Linked DNA regions of Mus musculus: all the other regions are linked to region 3. The links are chromatin contacts, called in public ChIA-PET and HiChIP or PLAC-seq maps. All regions are on one chromosome and are shown on one strand. Each heading gives the region's core, a stretch centred on a gene start, on an enhancer-like site or on the middle of the called end of the contact. The rest is flanking DNA. Distances are from core to core; before and after follow the strand shown. Region 1 holds the start of Cep43 (centrosomal protein 43). Region 2 holds the start of Tagap (T cell activation Rho GTPase activating protein). Region 3 holds the start of Rps6ka2 (ribosomal protein S6 kinase, polypeptide 2).

What was found. ChIA-PET counts read pairs in DNA pulled down with a chosen protein or histone mark. HiChIP or PLAC-seq counts read pairs in DNA pulled down with a chosen protein or histone mark.
Region 1: a contact with region 3 is called in an H3K4me3 HiChIP or PLAC-seq map of stem cell-derived neural progenitor cells, with 4 times the contacts expected there. The contact joins the promoter of Cep43 here to the promoter of Rps6ka2 in region 3. A contact is called at or near these places in 2 of 115 datasets of contacts at active chromatin or transcription factors (embryonic stem cells and stem cell-derived neural progenitor cells).
Region 2: a contact with region 3 is called in an RNA polymerase II ChIA-PET map of memory CD8 T cells, with 5 read pairs. The contact joins the promoter of Tagap here to the promoter of Rps6ka2 in region 3. A contact is called at or near these places in 1 of 39 promoter capture datasets (cranial neural crest), 1 of 15 datasets of contacts at CTCF or cohesin (the NIH/3T3 cell line) and 2 of 115 datasets of contacts at active chromatin or transcription factors (astrocytes and memory CD8 T cells).

What each region holds. Positions count from the first base shown.
Region 1 is chr17:8,164,111-8,166,810 of GRCm38.p6, reverse strand. It overlaps Cep43 (centrosomal protein 43), which reads right to left and starts at 1,293. Exons shown (of 12, transcript NM_201230.5): 1 at 1,113-1,293; 2 at 834-887. The coding sequence starts at 1,214.
Region 2 is chr17:7,924,621-7,927,320 of GRCm38.p6, reverse strand. It overlaps Tagap (T cell activation Rho GTPase activating protein), which reads right to left and starts at 1,321. Exons shown (of 10, transcript NM_145968.2): 1 at 1,213-1,321; 2 at 385-465; 3 at 242-295. The coding sequence starts at 411. All of the region lies in intron 4 of Gm1604a (predicted gene 1604A), which reads left to right.
Region 3 is chr17:7,168,865-7,171,564 of GRCm38.p6, reverse strand. Rps6ka2 (ribosomal protein S6 kinase, polypeptide 2) reads right to left here and starts at 1,450. Exons shown (of 21, transcript NM_011299.4): 1 at 1,122-1,450. The coding sequence starts at 1,220.

The DNA.
Region 1 (2,700 bases), core at 44-2,543, 1.0 Mb before region 3:
CCCAGACCCTGCTCAGTTACAACCCACCACTACGGAACTCACACAGTCACCTGGCTAAGTGACTTTTCTTTGGCAATGCTTATGCAGAAACAGGTTAAGAAAATAATTCACTGGATCAAATGATAATTACTGTTTAACTAGAAAGCAAAGAAACATGAGACTCCCAAGGGTGGACAATGGGACCCAGCCTGGCCAAGAACCAACCAGTAAGGATGAAGAGGAGAAAGTTAAGAGCAGGTAGGTTAAACAGGGCCACAGCCGTGGAAGGATGGAGGCAGATCTGTCACACAGTAAGACTTTGATTCTCCTGTGATTCTTACTGACAAGGAGTTACAGGACATTTACTCAGGATGGTTGCTGGGGCCTGGGGTAGGCAGAAAAGCCAAGTTATTAAACATTCAGGTCTCACTAGATTTCTTTTTTGGGGGGTGGGGGGATAAGATCAGAGATGTTTTTAAAGTAATGGTCAGATTTTTAACCAACCAATCAGAATTTGGGAAAAGGTTCCAGTGTGCATTCCTTACTGCCAAGACATTTGAAGTGTACTAGCTTATAAAAATTTCAAAGTAATACTTCCGGTAACTCAACGAACCGCTTTCACGTGACTCCTGCACCTGAGCCTTAGCTACTACTGTCTCCCGAAATTCCTGTGCTACTTTAAGGCCACTCTAAACGTGCAAAATGATTTAGAAAATGAGTATTGGTAAAAGCCCAATCCTTAGCCGTTCAGAAGCATCCCCGGTTAGTTACTGAACTATTTCAGGACGGCTTTTCATTTATTAGAAACCGGGCATTAAGAGGTACGGCATGAACAAGGTCTGGGGATCTCTTACCTCTACTTTTTCTTGTTCTTCTAGTGCTAAAAACACAGCCGCTCTGAGTTCAGCCTTCAAAAAAAAAAAAAAACCACAAGATTATAAGTCAGTTTCGCAACCTGAAAGAACGGGGGCAGACACGAGGGTGCCGGCCGCGCGGGCAGCGAGCGATGGAAGGCGACGGGCCTGTGCGCTCCACACCCGGCCCACGAACTCGGGCCAAGGCCCCACGGCCGCGTGGCCGCCTCGTGCCGGCGTCCCGCGCAGCCCCGAGCCCCGGCGGCCGCCCCGCCGCACCTTGATGCGGTTCAGCACGCCGCTGTTCTCCAGCGTCTGCACCAGCAGGTCGCGCAGCTCCGTGTCTTCCTCGGCCACCACCGCGGCGGTAGTCGCCGCCATCTTGCTTCTCCAAGACAACCACCCAAGCCGCGCTAACGGCCAACGGCCGCCGCGGAAGCCACCCGGCCCGCGAGCGCGCAGTCGCAGCCCCGCCCCTCACGCGGGGAAGAAGACCTACGGGGTGGGGCCTTCAGGCCGGTGTTTGGGTTTCATGACGCGAGGGGCGAGGTCTCAGCGTGTCGTTTATGGGCGGAGCCATGGACACGGGGCGGGGTCAGGCTCTGGTGACCGGGTCAGGCTCTGGTGACGCGCTCTGTGGCATATTAACAGAATTATATTAGAAATTTCACTAAATTGCACTTAATTTCCCCATTCCTGTGCGAGAGAAGAGTCCACTTTGGCTGAACTTACTGGCTCGACCCGCTTAGATGGCGGTGTCGGGGGGAGAGGCTCTGGGAGGGAGGGACAAGAGGAACTGCGGAGCGGAGACTCCAAGTGGGCGGAGTAAACTGCGGGGCGGGGCCTTCCAAGGGGTTGTTTCTAAGCGTGAGCAGCAAGTAGGCATTCTATTCTCGCCTCTGTGCGTGTATACTCGCTCAGCTTAAGCCGGTTTTGCTCGGCGGCGGGGTCTGCTGTCTCTGGAACCTTGCTCTTATTCTTTTGAAAGAGCAATCGGCCAGGAGAGGAAATTCCAGGCTGCCTCATACATGGGAAGCTTCAAACGTGTTGGCTTGGAACTTCACAAAGTTTCCCCATACCGGTCTGTAAAAGGGTTGTGGACTCATTTCCAACCACGCAAGTGGCCTGTGCAGTATGAATGCATATTCACGTAGGAATAAAGTTAAACGCTTTCTGTGCTGCTTTTTATGAGAGAAACTAGAAGAGTGGTTTTTTTGTTTGTTTTCCTACATCTTCCAAGAAAGGAACCATTGAGAGGTTAATTTTTAAGCCTGGCCTTAAGGAGAACAGTTAGGGGGTTAGAAGGGTCACACCGAACACTGAGGACATTGGTTAAGAGGGAGCAAAGAGTACTTCCCATGCTGGCAGTCTAATTACAATCGGGGCACAGGAAAGGAAATGGGTTTAATAGATCAGGAAAAACTAAGAGGAGTCCTTGTAGTGTGCAAACTTCAAGCTAGGGCCAGATGAAGGGGAGAGTGCTCCAGTAAAGGAAGAAACTCGTCTGTGTGCAGTGAAAGCAGCACTGGTGTAGTTGGCAGAAGGAACCAGGAATGGGGGTTGGGAGGCTGGTCCAATGCAGATGACACACTACTGTGGAGAATGACGGGCTTGAGGCATTAGCTGATCTGTAGATCGGATACTCAGAAAGGTCTGAAATGCATCTAATCAATACTTTCAAATTGAGTGGCTATCCTGTTCTAGACCCTTGAAGATTGAGAGGCTTGAAGATGTTGAAAACTATCTCCCACAGCCAGGCAGCCATCAGTCTGAAGCCTTGGAGTGAGCCCTTGAGTGAGGACGGGGAAACTGCAGCTGGAGGGCCTGGAGGGAGACTAGGGATACTGAAGACCGAGACTGTAACTTC
Region 2 (2,700 bases), core at 72-2,571, 760 kb before region 3:
CATCTTTCTCCATAAAATGCACATACGGCCTTTTATTCATCTTGAAAATTAAGTCAAATGCATTGATTCTGTATTTTATCTTCTCAGATCAACATTATTTTGGAAGATCTCAATAGACGTGTTTAGTTTATAATCTGATATTCATCTCACACCAATAATTAAATAACCCAAATGAGTAACAAAAGAATGTCTTTTATCTAATTACAGTGCAAATAAAAAGTTTAAAACATTACTTTCTTACCTCTGACTGACATTCAATTAATGTCTCCATGTTGTTAGCATTAAGTGTTTTTGACTAAAAGAGAGGAAAAAGAACATCAGCGAAGGTCCTTCAGCCCCTGTCTGTGGACAAGATGAATGAGTAGGTGCAAAGGACTTACGTACACCATCGAGACTGCTTATCAGCTTCATTGGAATGGAGACTGACAGTCCAAGAGGGGGGTCCACTACCTCGAGGCTTTGATCCTGTGTACAACAAATCATAAATGAAAAGAGTTAGAAAATAGAATAACTAGTCCAGTCAAATTCAAATTTCAAAGTCAGTTTGAAAAAACAAAAAACAAAACAAAACAAAACAAAAAAGGACCCAGAGCTTAAAGCTACTGGATAGAAAAGTGTTCACCTAAAACTGGGCTCCCACTAAGAAGCATCGTTGAGAATCTCATCCAAGTTTTCATTGTGTCTTATTCTATCCAAATGAAATAAAAATTCCTACGACTCCATGAAGCAAGATAACATCAGTCTTTCTTCCTAAATGTCACCTATGATTAAGAACAGCCTCTGAGAAACTTAATCCTAAATTCTTTAAGCCACACGCCTTTACTACTCCCAAACTTTGTTACGAGTTACTAAGTTCCCATCAGGAGAGCCTGAGTACACATTACAACAACCAAGACTTGCTTTTCTGAGTGCTCGCACATACTATATTAAAAGCTCTGCACTCTCATGAAACCCAAGTAAGACAGAAATTTACCTCCAGGACAATATATACAGTGTACAGAAACAAAAGATAACATTTACAGAATCCCTAAGCCCCCAAGCTGGCAGCTGACACACAGCCCCTAGCATTCTCCATTCAGAGTCCTTCTAAGGCTGACACATGTTTCTCAATAGAGCTGTTTTTAGTGGCACTGGCCCCTGACACTTCAGGGACCCAAGACCCTCGACCCACAAGGCAGTTTATGTTTTGTCCTGTTAATCTACAGTACTTACCAGCAACGGTCTTCAGCCAGAGCTCTTTTTACCTCTGGCGAACTGTGGAAAACGGGAGACACAACATGACACTCTGACCCTAGGAGTCCACCCACAGAGACAAGGCACTGGGCCCTCAGCCTCGTGTGCTGAGTGTTATATGTGGCGGGGGCGGGCAGGTGGAAACTCAGAATATTACTGGGGCCGGAAGGAACATCATGGGTTGTTACACAGCCAAAGCCAGCCAGAGACTGCTCTGCTCTCACTTCCTCATTCCTTTTAGGGCAGCGCCGGTTCTTTCCAAGCCTAACCCCCCTAATTCCCACCCCCCCCATTTCAAAGTAAAAATGTCTACAAACTACTAGGAGTGGAAACCATGACATATTGAACATAGGCAGTGGCTCTGGTTGATGTCAAAGGTGGTGTGTGCAGGATGAGAAATTTTATTATTCTGTGTGTAAACATCACTTTCCTTTCTAGTTGTTCCTGCTGGCCCCTCCCTGCTCTGGGTGTCCTGTTTGGGTGCTGTTCCCGGTCACCCACCATCCTCTCCATCCAGGACTAGATATCAATTGGCACATCTAGGTGCAGGGTGTTGCTATAAAACCAGGACGGAGATGGAGGGATGACTTCCCCTCTTTGAAAATTACCCTCGAAAGCTACACCAGTTTCTTTGGAACTAGGGGAATTGCCCATTGAGAAATTCATTTATTTCTCATGTAGAGAACCACTGCCCTAAGTTTATTGTGAAGTACGGAGTCAGTCAGATGGGTACAGATGTGTTCATTTTAGGATCAACAACTTTGTAAAGGGAACAAAAAGCGTCACATGTTTGTCAACATGGTAGCATCTTTGGAAAATCTAGAAGAACACAACGGTTTGAAATGCAGATGCTGCAAATTATATTGCATGTAAAACTGCCCTCCAATCTGGCATCTTCTGTTGTGTCACCTCCTCTTCTTCCTTCGAGATCAAATCAGGTCGTGTGTGTGTGTGTGTGTGTGTGTGTGTGTGTACATGTGCGTGTGCGTGTGCGTGTGTGTGTGTGTGTATTGGCATCCCACCTCAGAGCTATGGCTTTGAACATTCCACGGATAATTTGATGTTTGGCTCTGTAGTATTCCACAGAATTGTCTAAGACGTTATGTTTTTGGAGCTGGAGATTAAAACCTGCCCCTCAGAACACACTCTGCCTCTGAGCTGCACCCCAATCCAGGATTGGTGTTGGGCTTCTCTAATGTCAAGGACACTGCTACTTTGGAGAAAGCCTTCTCTCCTCACCAGACAGAAGGCTCTCTCGATGATGTGAAAATGGAGCCCACTTTACAAGGTTTTTCATCTTAATTCTGAGCCGTCTTCTGAGTTATAGAACTCTTAGCCTGAGCATCTGCAGCATCCCCCAAAAAAACAGCTCAAACTTTTCTTGAGATGGAAGGTTCCCGTGCCTCGGTGTAAACACTGGCCTTGGGGACACCAGCCCTCATTCTTGGCGTTACCATGAACTCTGAA
Region 3 (2,700 bases), core at 201-2,700:
CTCTCATCATTAAGTTTAAATACCCCTCTCCATTACCAGAATGATAATTGTGTTTGTCCAAAATCAGTGCTTTGCTCTCTGAGAACCGCTCTACTCTATTCAATTCTGAGCTGGAATTTAGCAACAGAAACTTTTTCAACAGCAGTTCCCTGGTGGTTTTAAGTCTGTCCCCGGACTTAAAAGGTCTCTTGATCATCACAGAGCCCTTTGCCTGTGTGTAACATACTAAGGCTGAGACAGAGCAATTCAACATGAAATCTGTGATATTTTTTTCTAACCACACACACAATTCCATATGGGCCTGCACTGAAGCAGGGACATCAATGTTCCATGAAATCTCTAGGTTAGTTGTCAACTTTCTCTTACACACTTCACTAGCAAAGCGGGTCACACGGTTTTGCTCTCTATGGACTCATCAACAACGTGGTCTGAGCACTGGGATGAGGATAGTTTAGTTGTTAGTCAGAAATGAAAGCCACCGTTAAAATCACAGACGACTGGACATGGAAGATGCGAGACCTGCAAAGGTCAAGATTTTCCGGCATCCCTCGGGTTTCAGAGCCAATCTATCTCAAAGCCTGGGCTGCGGGGGAATTGCGTCAGGCACTCCACCACCTAGGAACACCAAAATGCACAGAGCCCTCTTGAGTTGCTTTGGTCAACTCTACACTGATCTCAAATACCCTGATCCACACAGTACCAGACTCAAGGTAAAACGGGCAGGCGCCAGAGGCTACAAAACTTAGGACTCATGTAGCCTCCCAAAGCACTCCCACACCACGCGGCAACCCAGCTGCACCGACCGCACCCCTCCTCTAAAGCCTCTCTCTAGGAGTGACCCCGAATCCTGTGCACACAGGGGCACTAGAAAGAAATTCACTGAGGTTAACTTCAATCGCAGCAAGGACTCGCTCTCTGCAGTTGTTATGAAGTGCTAACATTTGGAGTCGATTTGATAGATTTTCATGACAACTGGACCAGTTTTCAAATAACTTCCCACAGCTGGCTCCGGTCTGGGGTGATGATGCACTGGACTGTAGCCGCACGCCCTGAGGCTCTACATGCCCACTCCAGGCGCAGCGGGGACCCGCATCCTGCGCGCTCCCGGGGAGGGCCTTTACCTCGAGGCGACTCAGACTGGAGCTCTTGGAGCGCGACTTCTTGCGCAGGTACACGGAGAAGAACCTGCGCACCGTGAACTTCTTCATGCTCAGCTCCATCGCCCCGCGCCCAGCTGCCAGGAGCCGCAGGGCCGGCGGGCGCGCATCCCCGGCACATCCCAGGCTAGGCAGCGCGCTGGCGGGCACGCGCGCCGGGGAGCCCGACGCGGCGGCCCTCGGCGCGGATGCGGGCTGCAAGCACAAAGGGCAGGCCGCACCGGCCACCGGGCCCGGGTCCCTGGATCACTCCCGCGGCGCCTTTGCCTCCGGCCAGGAGTACCAGCTCCCGGCAACCTGCCCCGCCCATAGACTACACCCAGCGTCGTTCCGACCAACCAGAGTGCGACGCTGCGCCACGCCTACACGCCCACCCACCAATCAGTGCCCGCAGCCAGAGCTCTTTTCCCCTTTAGTCGGAAAACCTACTCCGGACAGCCCCACCCTCACCCCGCCCACCACCGTACTCTCCAATTATCACCAGCCATCCTGCCCAGGGGCGTTGTCCCCGTGAACGCCTCCAATCAGCGCCGTTGCCTACTCCTCCCTCTCCTACAACTCCTGCCCTCAGAGAACAGTGGGGTGCAGTATCGCCCTGCCCACTGCCACGGCCGCCAATCAGCGCCCACGCCCGTTGTGAGCTTAATCAGTCGCTCCTGAGGCACGCTGCTCTTGTCCTGTCTCCCTGCCTCTTCTGTCCGAGCTGTTGTGTTCTTCTCCGAACACCTCTGTCCACTTGGACTCCACGCTTAGCATTTTGAATTTCTCTGCAAAGCAAAACTTTAATGACCTAGCATGCTAGAAAAGCGCCCACAAGCACTACACTCGGGTCACTCCTACAGCTGGTCCCTGCAACTCCTTGCTTATTGGGGAATCATTGGGAGAGGACCCCGCCTGCTTCGCAGTGTCAGCGGCCTTCCTCCTCTCGGTGAGGACGCCTCACGTGGTCGGGGCCAGCAGCTGAGAACAAAGGCTCACATCCGCTCTCTGTGACCTCGGGCTCCATTTATAGACAATTATCCTCACAGATGACTATCAGGGCCAGCAGCAGGAACATCCTGAGTCTCAGTCTGAGGAAGCAATCAGAGCCTGCTTTAACCTAAGTCCAAATGATCCTTCCTAGTCACACAAAAAGAAAGGCTGAGGTTAATAAAGTCTTATGCCCCGTGGCAGAATAGAAGCAGATTAGAGAAGAGCTGAGGGTAAGCCCAGTTCCTTTGGCCACTGGAGAAAACAGATTCACTCTCCTGCATGATATGCAGCCCACCGGGCAGTTCTCAACACTTTCCCACCCAGACTGGTGGTAGTCATAAAGGACACAGGAATCAAAAGATCCAACATGCTGGGAAACCCACGTCACATAAAACATCAAAGGGCTAATTTCACCTGGAGCAGGAGTCAGTCCCATCTAGAGCGGGCTTTTAGGAACTGCTATCCCTCTGGTGTGGGGCTCCAGAGATAGGCTGCATGCAGTGTAAGGGTTTGCAGCTTCAGTAGAGACAGTGTACACTGGCTTGTGACTTGTGACTTGACCTCAGCATCT